Regions from separate parts of the Sus scrofa genome. Here region 1 is linked to region 2. A link is a contact called in public promoter capture Hi-C data. All regions are on one chromosome and are shown on one strand. The core of a region is the stretch at or near the end of the contact, and the rest is flanking DNA. Distances in the headings are between cores, read along the strand shown. Region 1 holds the start of FAM96A (MIP18 family protein FAM96A). Region 2 holds the start of SNX22 (sorting nexin-22).

Region 1 (6,864 bases), core at 2,448-4,947, 54 kb after region 2:
TTAGCTTTCTGTGGTAGAACAAGTTCTTACCCTCTTCTCCTCCTACCTGGAAATTAGGCTAAGTATTTTCACAGGAGAGAGACTGAGACAGGGAGAGGGAAGGAGGTAGGGAGAGGGAGAGAAAGTATTCATGTCCCTGGGAAGTAATATGGTGACATCCATCAAATCACAATCTCTTAAACTTATTAAGAGAACTCCAGAAAATAACTCCTCATTCTTCCAGGGTTGTTTTTGAAAAATAAACAATAATTTGCCTATGTGACCAATCACTTTCAGAGTCAGAGGCTCTATTTTCAGATGTTCAGTCTATCTCCATCTCAGCAGCTATCAACACTAGCAGTTCTCCACTGCTTATGAGAGTTATTACTGAAGGAAAAGACTAAAGATTTGTTTTATAGGGGATACAGAAAGACTAAATTAGCAAGAGTTATTTCTCAGAGTAACAGAGACTTCATTAGACAGTTTGAGCTGTTATACTACCAAATACTTTTTAAGCTGCAGCTAGGGACTTAATTCCTAAATGCAGTACAGGGAAAATTCTAATGATTGTCACAAAAGATACTGCCAAGAAACTTAATCTTTTTCTTCTTCTTTTTATTTGGCCACAACACAGCATGCGGAAGTCCAGGGATAGAACATGAGCCACAGTAGGGACCCGAGTTGCTGCATTGACAATGCCTGATCCTAAACCCACTGTGCCACCAGGGAACTCGGAAACTTAACCTTTTCTGACATAAATGAGACAAACTTTTTCAGACACATACTTGCATAAAGAACATAAAGCTCTTTTAGTCACTCCTATATTAAGTAGCTACTATGAAGATAAGCATTACCCAAGATGGAAAGATACATAAATCCAGACCTAACACTGAAGAAATTTTCAACCTGCAACTAACTGGATCAAGTGTTCTTATGAATCAATGTTCTTATAAAACAGCCCAAAACATCTCTACTGGTTCCAGAACTGACTACTTATATCCATATTCCACATAGAAAGATTAGTTTTTCCCAATATCTTAACTTTTTCTAGAAACCCGGATATTACTATGAGAAACCCCATTTTCATCTTGAATTTACAGATTCGCTCCCACTAAGGCTTTAGGCATTTTAACATATTCCTTTAAAAGGGACAAAGCTTTCTGTCTATGTAGTGATTAAACCGGCAGGGCCTTTTTTTTCAACCGACCTCTGGCAAGATTTTCCTAGACATCAAAGGAGTCGGCCTAACTCTCATAAACTAAGATCCAGAAAGGGCCTTTAGTAATTACCGGTGAAGTACTGAGCTAAGGAAAGGATCTGTGGGCGGGCCACTATCCTGGGCCATTCTAGATAACATTATTCATCCCTGGAACAGTAAGGCAAGGAAAAGGAAAGTCTGCACCCCTTTTCTTTATCTTGACCTATTAAATCAGCACGGAAGGAAACCACCAGCAAAACAGCCCCGGGGGTTCGTGGGGTCACCACAAAGCAAGGCCAAATGCCTGCCTTGGCAGCTCTTCGCTGTCAGGGACCTCGGCAGAGAAGCCACCACACCCCTCATTCCTCACCGTCCACCCAGCGTCCAGGAAGCCAGGGCTCACGTCTCTGCGCTCATCCGGACCCAAGCCATGACTACTGTCACCAACACAAGGTCTCGCCGGGCCCACTCTGCCCAGCCTTCCCGGCACTCGCTTAGCCTTTCCTTTTGGGGCGCCCGCCCGCCTGCCCCGAAGGGGGCGAACTTACGGCCGCCGCGGCGCCGGTGAAAATATCCTCCCCCTCGGTGTCACTGTCCCCCGCCTCGGGTTCCGACCCCCCTGTCGCCCCCTCGAACTCCGGTTCCAGGCTGGGGAAGGGGGGAGGGAGTCTTTCCGAAGCGCTACAGCCACCACCACCCGACGCCATCTTCCTCCACCCGCGGCGGAAGCCGCAACAACAACTTTATGGAGAGATAGTGCCGCGAGCAAAGCGTTCCAGCAGAGCGGAGGCGGGATGGCAGCCACCAGCCCTGCGGGACACACAGGGCGGGGAAAAGGGGCGGGGCGTACTCGCTCGGGGCGGGGTGGGGGCCGGCTCGCAGCTCCTGTCCAGCCAATCCAAGCCCTGGATCGCGACCCCGCACTCTTAACCTAGGGAGCAGAGGAGCAAGAGAGGAGGAGCTAGGGGCCGCTCAGGTTCCTGTGGCTCTTTGTGCTTTATCTAATAGACTTCTTAAGGAGATGAAAAAAGTCTGAAAACCTCTACCAGCCACCAACTCATGCCAAGCGCAGCGGCTTCAAAGACATTTAATAAGTATTTTTGGTTGAGGTCTCAACATATGCAGTCAATTTTCGCCATTTATTCTCTTGACATTTAGTTAGTTCATTCAAGAAATAAATATTGAGCATCTACTCTGTGCCTCGCACCCTGCTATGCGTTTCACATATAAAAATAAAGCTCCTTCTGCCCACCAGGCGCTTGAGGGAGACGGGCATGTAAATTAACAATTCAATACGATCAGTGCTATAATGTGCTGTGGGAGCATAGTAAGAGATCATCAATTCTGCCTGGAGAAGTCAGGACGCCTCAAAGAGGTGAGACTTCAGTGGGCTAAGTTTGGTCGCAAGGAAGTTAGGATTATCCTCACAACTGCTGTGGAGTAAGTGGAGTGGAACAGATGACAGGGGAATTATTAAACTCTGAACCAAATTTTCCTGCGGCCTAAACTATTCACTATTATCTGGTGGGCTTAAAGTCTAAATCAGCTATATAAGATTTTATCTTTAAAGATAAATAGGATATGTTATCATGGGATAACTCAGCAAGAAATCCTGACCTTCCTCTCAATAGAGATGATACTAAACTTGGCATCAACTTTGACAAAAGGTTTAGTTTGTTTGTAACTGCAAATCTCTCAGCATCAGGTGTTGGCTCCCTCACAGGTCTGTGAGCTGCTTAAGGGCGGGAGTCCTGTCCCATCTTGTATCCTCCGCGTCTATAGACTAAGTCTGGCAAATTAAGTATCTAATAAACGTTTGAGACTTGATTGGAAGGATGGATGGATAAAATTAATACCATCAACCTTGTTACTGGCATCATCACAGCCACCAATACCAAAGGGCTTAGAACGTTCTTTTTAGGATTGCGATCTCTAATGTCACTGTGAGACACACCGGACACAGGGGAAAGCTCTCTCGTTCTAAGTTGTCTTCGAGGGAAACTGGCAGAAATATTCAGGGGGTATTGGGAGTTGTGCTGGCCTGAGTTCCTATGAGACAAAACCAAAAAGGAACCCCCTCCACGCCTAACCATCCAAGTACACGTCCTTTCACTGCAACGGAAACTCACTTCCGGCCTGACTAGTCGTTAAGAAAACTTTGGCTGGAAGCGACACTCTCTCGGAGAAATAACGGTAGGGAGTCTCCGTGTAGACGTCCTCCAGCACTAGAAATCAAGATTTCCTTTTCCCTACCTCTTCAGTATTCATCCTTAGCTTATCCAAGCGCTGAGTGAGGCATTTTGTAATGGGTAACAAAACGTTACCTCCCTCCCGACCCCCCCACCGTGGGAAACTACAGTTCCCATAATGCAGCTCTCCGTCTTCCGAAGAAAACGCCCATACGTCCCAGCACACAACGCGCTTCACGTGCCTCTAGGGATTTCCCCCCCCCCCGCCCGCCCCTCCTGTCCGCCAAAGCCGAGCAAAGTATGCTGGGGTTTGTAGTCCGTGCAGCCTTTTTCCCTAGATCCTTCGCGCTACTCCGTCCAGTCCCGCCTAGTCTCTGCTGCCCAGGACCTTTTAGGCTTGTCTTGGCCCCTTTGAAGATCAGGAAGTTGATAAATTGTGAAGCTCGCTGTTGAAAGACGGTGGCTCGGGTGGGACAGTCGCCAGGGATGGCGGAGCGTGAGAATGGAGCGGGTGTCCGGGCTGCTTTCCAGGACGCTGAACAGAGTCCTGTGGCTCTCCGGCCTCTTTGAGCGCGGAGCTGCCCGGCAGCCCCGGATCATGGAAGAGAAAGCGCTAGAGGTTTATGGTAAATAATTTTACCGAGGGCAGTGTTTGGCGGTATATATGGAGGCGGGGGTAACTTGGGCCTCACCTGAGAGTGGGAGTGGTTTTTGCCGGATTTCTGGGAGCATGGAAAGCTTTTTCTCCCGGGTCCCAAGTTTTTCGGGCATGTGGTCTTTATAAGGTTCTTCCTAAACCTAGGGCAAGTCGAACCCTGAGTCTCAAATGCTTCAATTTTCTTGTCTGCCTCACGTTCTAGTGGCCATCTCAAGACATCTGGGCAGAGCAGGAGTCTAGGATGCTTGGTTAGGAAGCAAAGCTGGCCTGATTGCATGACTTGAGCTTCCTATCTCCAGCCCCTGGACACACAATCCTGCCACCGCCGAGGGCATTGCTGGGTGGAGTTGAGGACTAGCTCAAGGTCACAGCTACTCTTTTCTGCATAGGCAATAGCCAGAGGTTCCTGAGAGCCTAGCCTTGAACTTTAAGTTTTGTTGTTGTTGTTTTTGTTTTTTTTCCACACAGCTAAGCCTGGAATGCAAAAACAAAAGAAGAACAAAAAAGCAAACCACACACAGAGTTTTAGATGTAGATGCAGGTAGACTCTTTTCAAACCCTGGAACCGTCTTCACTGTACAGATGAGGAAACAAAGGTTTAGAGTGGTTAAGCAACTACTTGGAGGCCACATTGACTCCATGGAAACACCAAAACCAAAGTTTTGGTTAAGGAAACACCAAAAACCAATCACTAAGTTTGGAATCTTCTGATTCCAAACTTAGTGCACTTTTGCTTTATGACTTACCTTTTTTGGGGATTTTCTAGTATTGTGTTTGAAAACTAAAAAGACTGGTCTAACTTTCGGCAATTCCTGGTAACCAGGGTAAAACTGCAAGAATGCAAATATGCAGGTAAGGATTATAGACCAGTAGAAAGAAGCCAGGGATGTTAAAGACATTTGGAGCTAATCTAGTTTACCTATTGCTAGAGGCAGGACTTAACCCCAATGAGGAGATAATTATGAATGGAATGATCTCCACAAGGCAGATGGACACATTCCTGTCCTGTCAGATCTCTATCTCCAGCATCTAGGGACAACAGGGCACTGGTGATACAACTTTGAAAGAGAGTTTTTGTCCTCACACTTTTGTTGAGGGGAGCCTTTATAAATGCAAAAATGTAACTTAAAAATCATATGCAAAAGAAGGCCAAAGACTGTACGAGAGATACAGAAATTCAGAGGAAGGAGAGACTTTAAGGAGACACTTGGTAGTTTCAGTTGTGGCACAGTGGAAAAGAACCTGACTACTATTCATGAGGATGCAGGTTCCAGCCCTGGCGTTGCTCAGTGGGTTAAAGATCCAGGATTGTCGAGCTGTGGTGTAGGTCACAGACGAGGTTCGGATCTGGCCTTGCTGTGGCTGTGGCGTAGACCAGTGGCTACAGCTCCGATTTGACCCCTAGCCTGGGAACCTCCATATGCCGAGGGTGCAGCCCTAAAAAAAAAAAAAAAAAGACAAAAAAAAAAAAAAAAAAAAAGGAGTCACTTGAATTGGGCCTTGAAGGATTGGTAGGATCTGGACATATAAAGAGTATATGGAGTTCCTGTCATGGCAGAGGGGAAATGAATCCCATTAGGAACCGGGAGGTTGTGGGTTCAATCCCTGGCCGTGCATAGTGGGTGAAGCATTCGATGTTGCTGTGAGATGTGGTGTAGGTTGCAGACGTGGCTCGGATCCAACATTGCTGTGGCTGTGTAGGAACCTCCATATGCCGTGGGTGCGGCCCCCCAAAAAAAAAGAGAGAAGAAAAAGTGGAGGCCATGCTAAGCAGAGGAAACTGGAGCAAAATTATGGAAGTGAGACAATAACTTGTTTAGCGAATGACAGGCAGGGTTTGTGGTTAAAAGTCAAGGTCTGGTCAAAACTTATGCATAGCAGATTGGAATTGGGTGCTGAAAGTTTAAATATAAACTAAAATTTTTTTTTTTTTTTTGGCTTTTTTGGGGGCCACACCCGAGGCATATGGAAATTCCCAGGCTAGGGGTTTCACTGGAGCTACAGCTGCTGGCCTACACCACAGCCATAGCAACACAGGATCCTAGCGGTGTCTGCGACCTACACCACAGCTCACAGCAATGCCAGATCCCTAACCCACCGAACCAGGCCAGGGATCGAACCACATCCTCAAGGATCCTAGTCAGGTTTGTTACCCCTGAGCTAGGACGGAAACTCCCTGAAGAATTTAATATTAGTTCAAAGCCATAGAAGAATTTTAGTCAAAAAGGAGTAAGTAATATTAGGAGAGCAACATTGCTTTCTTTCTAAAGAAATAAATCCAGATCAATAGAAAAGTAGAGAATTTTAAAGGGGTGAAATTTAATTTCAGGATTACGTAGCATATAAACAATATAGTTCAGCTTGTATGCACGAGCCTTACAGAAAAAACGCCTAAGATAAGGGGGAGCAAATTCCCTTTCAGAAAATGGTTTCCCTGAGCCCACGTTTCACAGCCTTGGCTGTGAAGCCTCTTTTTCTGCCTAAATTTCAAATTCTGTTTCTAGTCAAGTGATAAGCCCAGGAGTTGCTGGGGAGAAGGTTAAGAGTTTGATTCATTTGTTTTTCCCAACTGGATTTCTGATTACAGGGGTGCTGTAAATAATAGAACAAAACCTTAGGCCTGAGAACATCAAGTCCCTCCTATATGAACTCCCTCTGCTTTTTTTTTTTTTTTTTTGTCTCACCATTTCTCTTTGCCTTTCTTCTTTTCCATCTTTTTCTACAACCTCAGAGTAAGAAGGAAATCTTTTCCTCTCTAAGGCTGACCCAGGCTCTCACATCTTTGGTCTCATTCCTTTCTGCTTATTTCACCAGCTTCCTCCCCTTTCCTCCTTAAATTT
Region 2 (6,642 bases), core at 3,599-6,098:
ACCTGGGTGGTACCCCAGGTGGCCCTCAGCCCTCCCCTACCGTACACTGGGGCCCGTCTCCGCTGCGCGGCAGACCCCTTGACACTCTGCCTTCCTCCCCAGGAGGTAGTTCGCAAGGTGGAGAGCACCAAGACAGATGGTCGGGACAAGCCCCTGAAGGATGTGACAATCGCAGACTGTGGCAAGATCGAGGTGGAGAAGCCCTTTGCCATCGCCAAGGAGTAGGACCCCCGGGCACCTCTTCCCTTTGAGCGACTGTCTGTGCAGCCCTGTTGCCCTCCTGGAGGTGAAGACAGTGCTGGGCGCCACAGGGCTCCATGCCGCTCTGGCCCGAGTGCCAGCATCCGTCGGAGCGGACCCCTCCCCTCACATTCCACGGCCGGAGGGCCCGGTTTTGTAACAAACTCCTGTCAACACTGACCAATTAAAAAAAGGTGGTTTTTTATAACCTGCGTATGGGCTGGGTTCTGCCCCCCCCCAAGTCTAAACCCAGCACCTCTCCCCAGGTGCTACACACAAAACGTCAAGCAGGAGCTTTGCTTCTAAAACTTTGCCAGCTCCTGTGCCTCAACCTTGCATGTCCCCTCCCCTGCTCCCGATAGAGGTGAAGAAATACACCTGTAACCTTCTCCCTTTCCTCTATTGTCCCCGCCCTGGCCCCTGGGTTCTAAGATGCAGGAGTTCTACGCCCCAGCTACCCGTGCAGCTCAGTGCTGAGCCTGGAGGGGTGGTGAGTTCTGGATCCAAGCCAAGGGCAACACAGCCTATGTCCCTTTCACAGGACTGAGGCACATGACTGTCCTGGCAGGTGGCCTAAGGGCCTCTGGGCTGGTCAGGGCGTCAGTGGCACTGGAGCAGGGTGACAGGCATCCTCTGGCTCGGTTTTAGCTGTGCTGGTGCTGAAGCCGTAGAGGCCCTGGAGCACGCCATTCACCACCATGTCAGGCAGAGGCCCTGGGACAGGAGGAAGAGGGTAGGGGCTTTAGGGCAAGAGGAGGTGTGGGGTGGGCCTGGCCTCAGGCCTGCAGCTCCCTGAGCTGCCCATAGGCTCAGCCTCCCTCAGAACAGGAGTGCCCCGCCAAGGCAGCGGTTAGCAGCTGGCCACCCAAAACAAGGCCTTGGCATTCCCAGTTCACATTCTGGTCACATCTTGGTAAAATAAAGCCAAGCTGGTGAGGAATGGAGACCAGGGGAGCCAACCTTATTTCACCAAGTTTGCTCCCTGGATGAGAATATAAAGCAGGAAGCAGGGCAGTGTGGCCCCAAAGGTGTCCAGGAGGGAGATGCTGCCTGGGGGTCCTGGGAACTGAGAAATGCTCCCCCCTCACTCCCACCCTCGAGCCTCAGTCCAGAATGTGGATTACAGGTCAGAGGCACTGCCTCACCTGGGGGGGGGATGCAAATGTAAGGGTCCACGCAGAAGCTGATGACTGGCCTGTGGCACAGCTGTGAGCTAAAAGGAAAAGAGGTCATGAGCAGTGCAGGGGTAGGTGGAACAAAGCCTCAGAGTAAGGACTGAGATCACCAAGGACCCACCAAGGAAAAGTGGCAAGTGGGAGTTCCCGATGTGGCACATCGGGTTAAGGAGCCAGTATTGTCTCTGCAGTAGCAAGAGTTCACAGCCAGACACAGCAGTGATAGGTCTCAAAAAAAAAAAAGGAAAATGGGAAGTAGGACATCCCCTAGCACATGGCCACGAGAGGGCAGCAGAAGCCCAGTGCCAACAGGGTGTTTGACTTGCCTGCTGTTGTCAGGCAGGAGCTGCCCCAGGGTGCTGAAAAGGAGAGAGGCTGTGAGCTGCCTGAGGGAGGAAGGCAGGGTGAACCTGCGGAAGCCCAGAACCTCACCTCCCAGGGGACCACTGCTATTTGTAACAAGCTCAGTTCCGGAGGCAGCTGGTGTAACCAACACTCTCCAGAAAACAGCCCCTCCACCAGGGTCATGAAAGCCAACAAGGGAGGTCATGTCTCAAAGAGGAAAAACCAGGCCTGGCAGATGTGAGAGGGAAAAGGGCTCGGCCTCTAGAGCCTTTCCTCACCCGCTGGCTGCAGAGAGCCCCTGTCCCCCCAACTCTGAGGCTCCTCTCATGCCAAGCCATGGTCCCTAGAGGTGCTCACCCCCAGCTGCTGGCCTTGGGGTCTGTGGGGAAGTGCCGAAGACTCAGGAATTCCAGTAGTTCCTTGGGCACATCCTGGTTCAAGTATAGGATGCCCTGGAGAAGAGAACAGAGAAAACCCGTAATCAGACTCTGCCGTGTCATGTGTGCAGCCTGGTGCAAAATGAAAACGTGGGGGGCCTTCCAAAATGATAAAGAATTTCTGTGGTTGCCGAGGGGGAGGGAGTGGGATGGACTGGGAATTTGGGGTTAATAGAGGCAAAGTTGCTTTTTTTTGTTTGTTTTTTTCGTCTTTTTTGCCATTTCTTGGGCCGCTCCCGCGGCATATGGAGGTTCCCAGGCTAGGGGTCTAATCGGAACTGTAGCTGCCAGCCTACGCCAGAACCATAGCAACGCTGGATCCGAGCTGCGTCTGCAACCTACACTACAGCTCACAGCAAAGCCGGATCGTTAACCCAGTGAGCAAGGGCAGGGACCGAACCCGCAACCTCATGGTTCCTAGTCGGATTCATTAACCACTGCGCCACGAAGGGAACTCCCCAAAGTTGCTTTTGGAGTGGATAAGCAATGAGATCCTGCTGTATAGCACAATGAACGATATCTAGTCACTTGTGATGGAACATGATGAAGGACAATGTGAGAAAAAGAATATATACATATATATGTGTGTGAGAGAGAGAGTCTGGGTCACCTTGCTGTACAGTAGAAACTGACAGACCACCCTAAATCAACTATAATGGGAAAAAAAAATTTTTTTTTTGTCTTTTTGCCATTTCTTGGGCCGCTCCGGCAGCATATGGAGGTTCCCAGGCTAGGGGTCTAATCGGAGCTGTAGCTACCAGCCTACGCCAGAGCCACAGCAACGCGGGATCCGAGCCGCGTCTGTGACCCACACCACAGCTCACGGCAAAGCCGGATCCTTAACCCACTGAGCAAGGGCAGGGATGGAACCCGCAACCTCATGGTTCCTAGTCGGATTCATTAACCACTGCGCCACGACGGGAACTCCGGAAAAACATTTTAAAAAGTATTTCTGGACAGTGAGAGTAGAGCATTAAACCAAGCTTGGGGCCCTCCCAAACACTGGCCCTGGATGACTACACAGCTTGGCTCATGAAGCCAGCCTGGCCTGTAATGTCGCATAACCATGTGGGAAAGGAGAGGGAGGATCTCCACCCTATATCAGGAGGGCAGCACAGGATCTCACCCTGGAGATGAGAACTAGCTTTCATTTAACTGGGACCACCTGCCTCCTGATTACCTCACTCAGTCCTACCAATTCACAGGTATGTTTGGACCCATTACTGTTTGGAAATTTGAAGTAGTAAATAGCAGGCCCCAAGAGTTCCCACTGTGGCCCAATTAGGTTAATAATCCAGCATTATCTCTACAGTGGCTCTGGAGGCTGCTGATGCGCAGCTTTGATCCCAGTCTGGCACAGTGGGTTAAGTATTCAGCATTGCTGCAGCTGTGGCTCGGAACTTCCATATGCCACAGGTGTGCCCAACACACAAAAACAAACAAACAAAATGCCCCAAATGTGGGATCCTTCACCCCATGCCCCGCACCTCTGCATGCAGCAGGCTGGGGGGCAACAGAGAGAGACGCACGCACACCTGGATATAGGCCTCCAAGCCCTGCCGCCGCTGCTCCAATCCTCTGGTCCTCCAGTTGGGCAGGCGTTTCGAGGGGAAGTCGGGAACTCTGTATAGTTTCTTGATCTGCCAGGTTACCGAGGTGCGATCACAGCATCCCGACCCAGCCCTCATGCTCATTTCATCCTAGCCAAGACCCCTTTCCAGTCCTCCCCGCCATGCCTGCACTCCCAAACTTCAGGCTCTATCCTGAGACATACCCGCGTGGTGAATGGTGGATGGGACAAGGGCGAGAGGCGCCCCAACCTGACCCTTCACCCCCAAAACGCCCGACAGCGGGCTGGCTGCGCCAGGGCACGGACAACAGAGGCTGGGACCTGCCCCTTTGCGCCCATCCCGCAGCCCGCAGGGGTCTTCAGGGCCTGGGGCGATAATGGGGATGGCAGAGACTGGGGCCTGCCAGCTCGTCTGCCCGCCTCCCAGAGGGTGGGCAGGAGCTGGGCGGGGTCGGTCGGTCGGTTGCTGCCTCACCCGCTTGTGCAGCGCGTGGAACTCGCTGTAGCGCCTCTGCACGGTATGTCTGCGCCCGCGGCACAGCACCTCCACTCGGAACACCTGGCGGGCGCGGGCAGGCAGCCGGGTGCGCATGAGGCCGACGGGAGGGCGCCGCTGGACCCTTGCCCGGCCACTCGCCCACCCTCCGCCCTCAAAGGCACAAAGCGGCGGGAGCGCTCCGCTCTTCAGGGACCCTCCCACGCTCGCACACACTCGGGGACTCGGCTCCATGCGGTGAGCCCCTCAAGGGCCAGGACCACTGTCCGCGGGGCTGGCAAATCCGAGCGGCCCGGAGACCCTTACGAAGCTGCCCTCGACAGCCTGGCCCGCTGCGTTCGGACGCCCGAGCCCCAGGAGCGGGGTCCCCTTGCGTTCGGCGCAGGGAAATCTGGCGGGTCCCTGTACCCCTTCCCATCCAGTGCTCCCGCTCACCATGTGCCCTCTATCGGGGCTCTGCCGGGTCCCCTCGGCCTCGGGTCCCACAGAAGGGATGTGAACCTGCAGCATCCGCGCGCTGATTGCCGCCGGAACTCTCTCGGGGCGGACTGGAGACCCCAGTGTGGCTGGCCCCGCCCCCACGTTAGCCCCGCCCCGGGCGTTCCCTCCTGCCTCCGGGTCCTGCCGGGGGCTGATTAGACCAGGTCCGGGGTGGGGGCGACGGGAGGCTAGAGCCGCTCCCTGAGCCTAGTTGGGCCGCAGGGCGTGGGGACTCTTCGACAGAGAGTCATCCGTTTAGTACTATGTCCACACTCGCTGAGCGCCCACTGATGACCAGGAATGGGGGCAAGCCAAAATTTCACCTGCTCTTGAGCCGCAGGAAGGGCTAGGGCCCGTGGACGGCTGGACAAGGAGGGAGCCAGGGCACAGACCAACCAGGGACATTTCTTGGCGTTCCTCACATCCTTCCCCGGGGTCAGGCTGCCCCCCTTCCAATCCACTTTACTCCAACTTCAGCCTATACCCCGGGAGCGTGCTGGGGTAAAGTTGGTCGCACTCTGGCTTTGATGTTCCCCGCCCCAGCACTCATAGGCCCACTCCATTCTTTCATTTTAAAAATCCGTTCCTCCATTCATTCGTCTTTTAGCCCAAGCTGCATCAGGTCGGGGAGAGGCAGTTTAGGGACCAAATTCAAGGAAATTCAGACACCTTGCATTTCCCCAATTGTGGAAAGCACAGTAGGCCTGTGCGCATTGCAAAATCTGGATAATATGCTTCCCTCAGGAGAGGGCATGAAAATTGAGATGATTCCTGCTAAGCCCTCAGCAAAGCAGATGCTGAGAAAAATCGCAGTTTGTGGGCCTGTCCTGGAGACATTGTTGGGTGGTGTTGGTGTACAGGACAACCTGGTAGGGAGAGGGACTGTGGGAGGTGGCGCCGGGCTGATGTTGCCCACTCTTCTGACAGAGCTGTTGTGAATATGCGGCAGGATTTAATCCAGAACTCTCACCTCCTGAGAGGGGCCTCTGCCCCCATCCCTCAGCCACAGCTACCCCTGCCCTGGCTATGGCCATAAGGGAGCTGTTTCATCCAGCATAGGCCTCCACTCCACTGACTCCTCTATGGTGGGAAGGAAGAAGCAGAGCACCTGAGAAGTTGGGGTTGGGGGATACCAAGTCAGTCCCTCCCCTGCTAGTGCAGAGGTGCTTCTGAGCTGGAGCAGAAACTCTCCATTCCCAGCTCTGCCCCCACAGAGAGGCTGAGAGGATGACCCGAAAGGAGGCAGGCAGGTCTCGCCAGTACTATGTCCCCCCCACTTTTCCCCCCAAATTCCATCTCACAAGGGCTCCAGAATCAGGAAGCTGAAACTTCCTGGAAGGGAAATGACCCCCCATGAGGAGAAGTGCTGAGCTTTCATTTCCTCCCTTGACGTCTATAGAGCCCCACAGGGGCCCTGCTTTCCTTGTCTGCTGTCTGGGAAGTCCTCTCCTGGGCCCTCAGACCTCTAAACTTCTTGATCACCCAGCCTACTGAAGGTCTGCCCTCCGTCTCTATCCCCACCACCCAGAAAACTGCCAGTTTCCTAAGGGATCTTGCTGCTTTTCCTTGCCTTACTCCCTCTCCACTAGAGCACAAACTGTCCAGGCACCTGCTTAAAACTTGCAAAGGCTTCATATTGTGCTGAGAACGAAAGCCACCCTCCCCACACTATCTCGAGCTCTAAACGACCTGGCCCAGCCACCATCTCTCATTTCATTTTCTCTCCTCCAGTCTTGTGCAATGGGGCTCCAGTAGCAGGGACCTTCCTCCAGTTCTTCAAACCTAATGAGCTCTTTCTACCTCAGGACATTTAGTTTATTTTTATTTATTTATTTATTTTTTTGTCTTTTAATCTTTTCTAGGGCCGCATTCGCGGCATATGGAGGTTCCCAGGCTAGG

Evidence for each region. Promoter capture Hi-C pulls out the DNA fragments that hold promoters and counts their contacts.
Region 1: a contact with region 2 is called in a promoter capture Hi-C map of fetal liver, with 2.6 times the contacts expected there. The contact joins the promoter of FAM96A here to the promoter of SNX22 in region 2. A contact is called at or near these places in 1 of 5 promoter capture datasets (fetal liver), 12 of 47 Hi-C or Micro-C datasets (blood, fetal heart ventricle, fetal liver and 5 more) and 2 of 2 datasets of contacts at active chromatin or transcription factors (alveolar macrophages and skeletal muscle).

What each region holds. Positions count from the first base shown.
Region 1 is chr1:107,947,921-107,954,784 of Sscrofa11.1, forward strand. It overlaps FAM96A (MIP18 family protein FAM96A), which reads left to right and starts at 3,698. Exons shown (of 4, transcript XM_021093923.1): 1 at 3,698-3,992. The coding sequence starts at 3,869. It overlaps SNX1 (sorting nexin-1), which reads right to left and starts at 2,000. Exons shown (of 15, transcript XM_021093910.1): 1 at 1,726-2,000. The coding sequence starts at 1,884.
Region 2 is chr1:107,892,708-107,899,349 of Sscrofa11.1, forward strand. SNX22 (sorting nexin-22) reads right to left here and starts at 4,849. Exons shown (of 6, transcript XM_021093895.1): 1 at 4,699-4,849; 2 at 4,243-4,326; 3 at 3,733-3,837; 4 at 2,118-2,212; 5 at 1,386-1,453; 6 at 1-954. The coding sequence starts at 4,773. The coding sequence ends at 833. It overlaps PPIB (peptidyl-prolyl cis-trans isomerase B), which reads left to right. Exons shown (of 5, transcript XM_021093880.1): 5 at 103-448. The coding sequence ends at 225.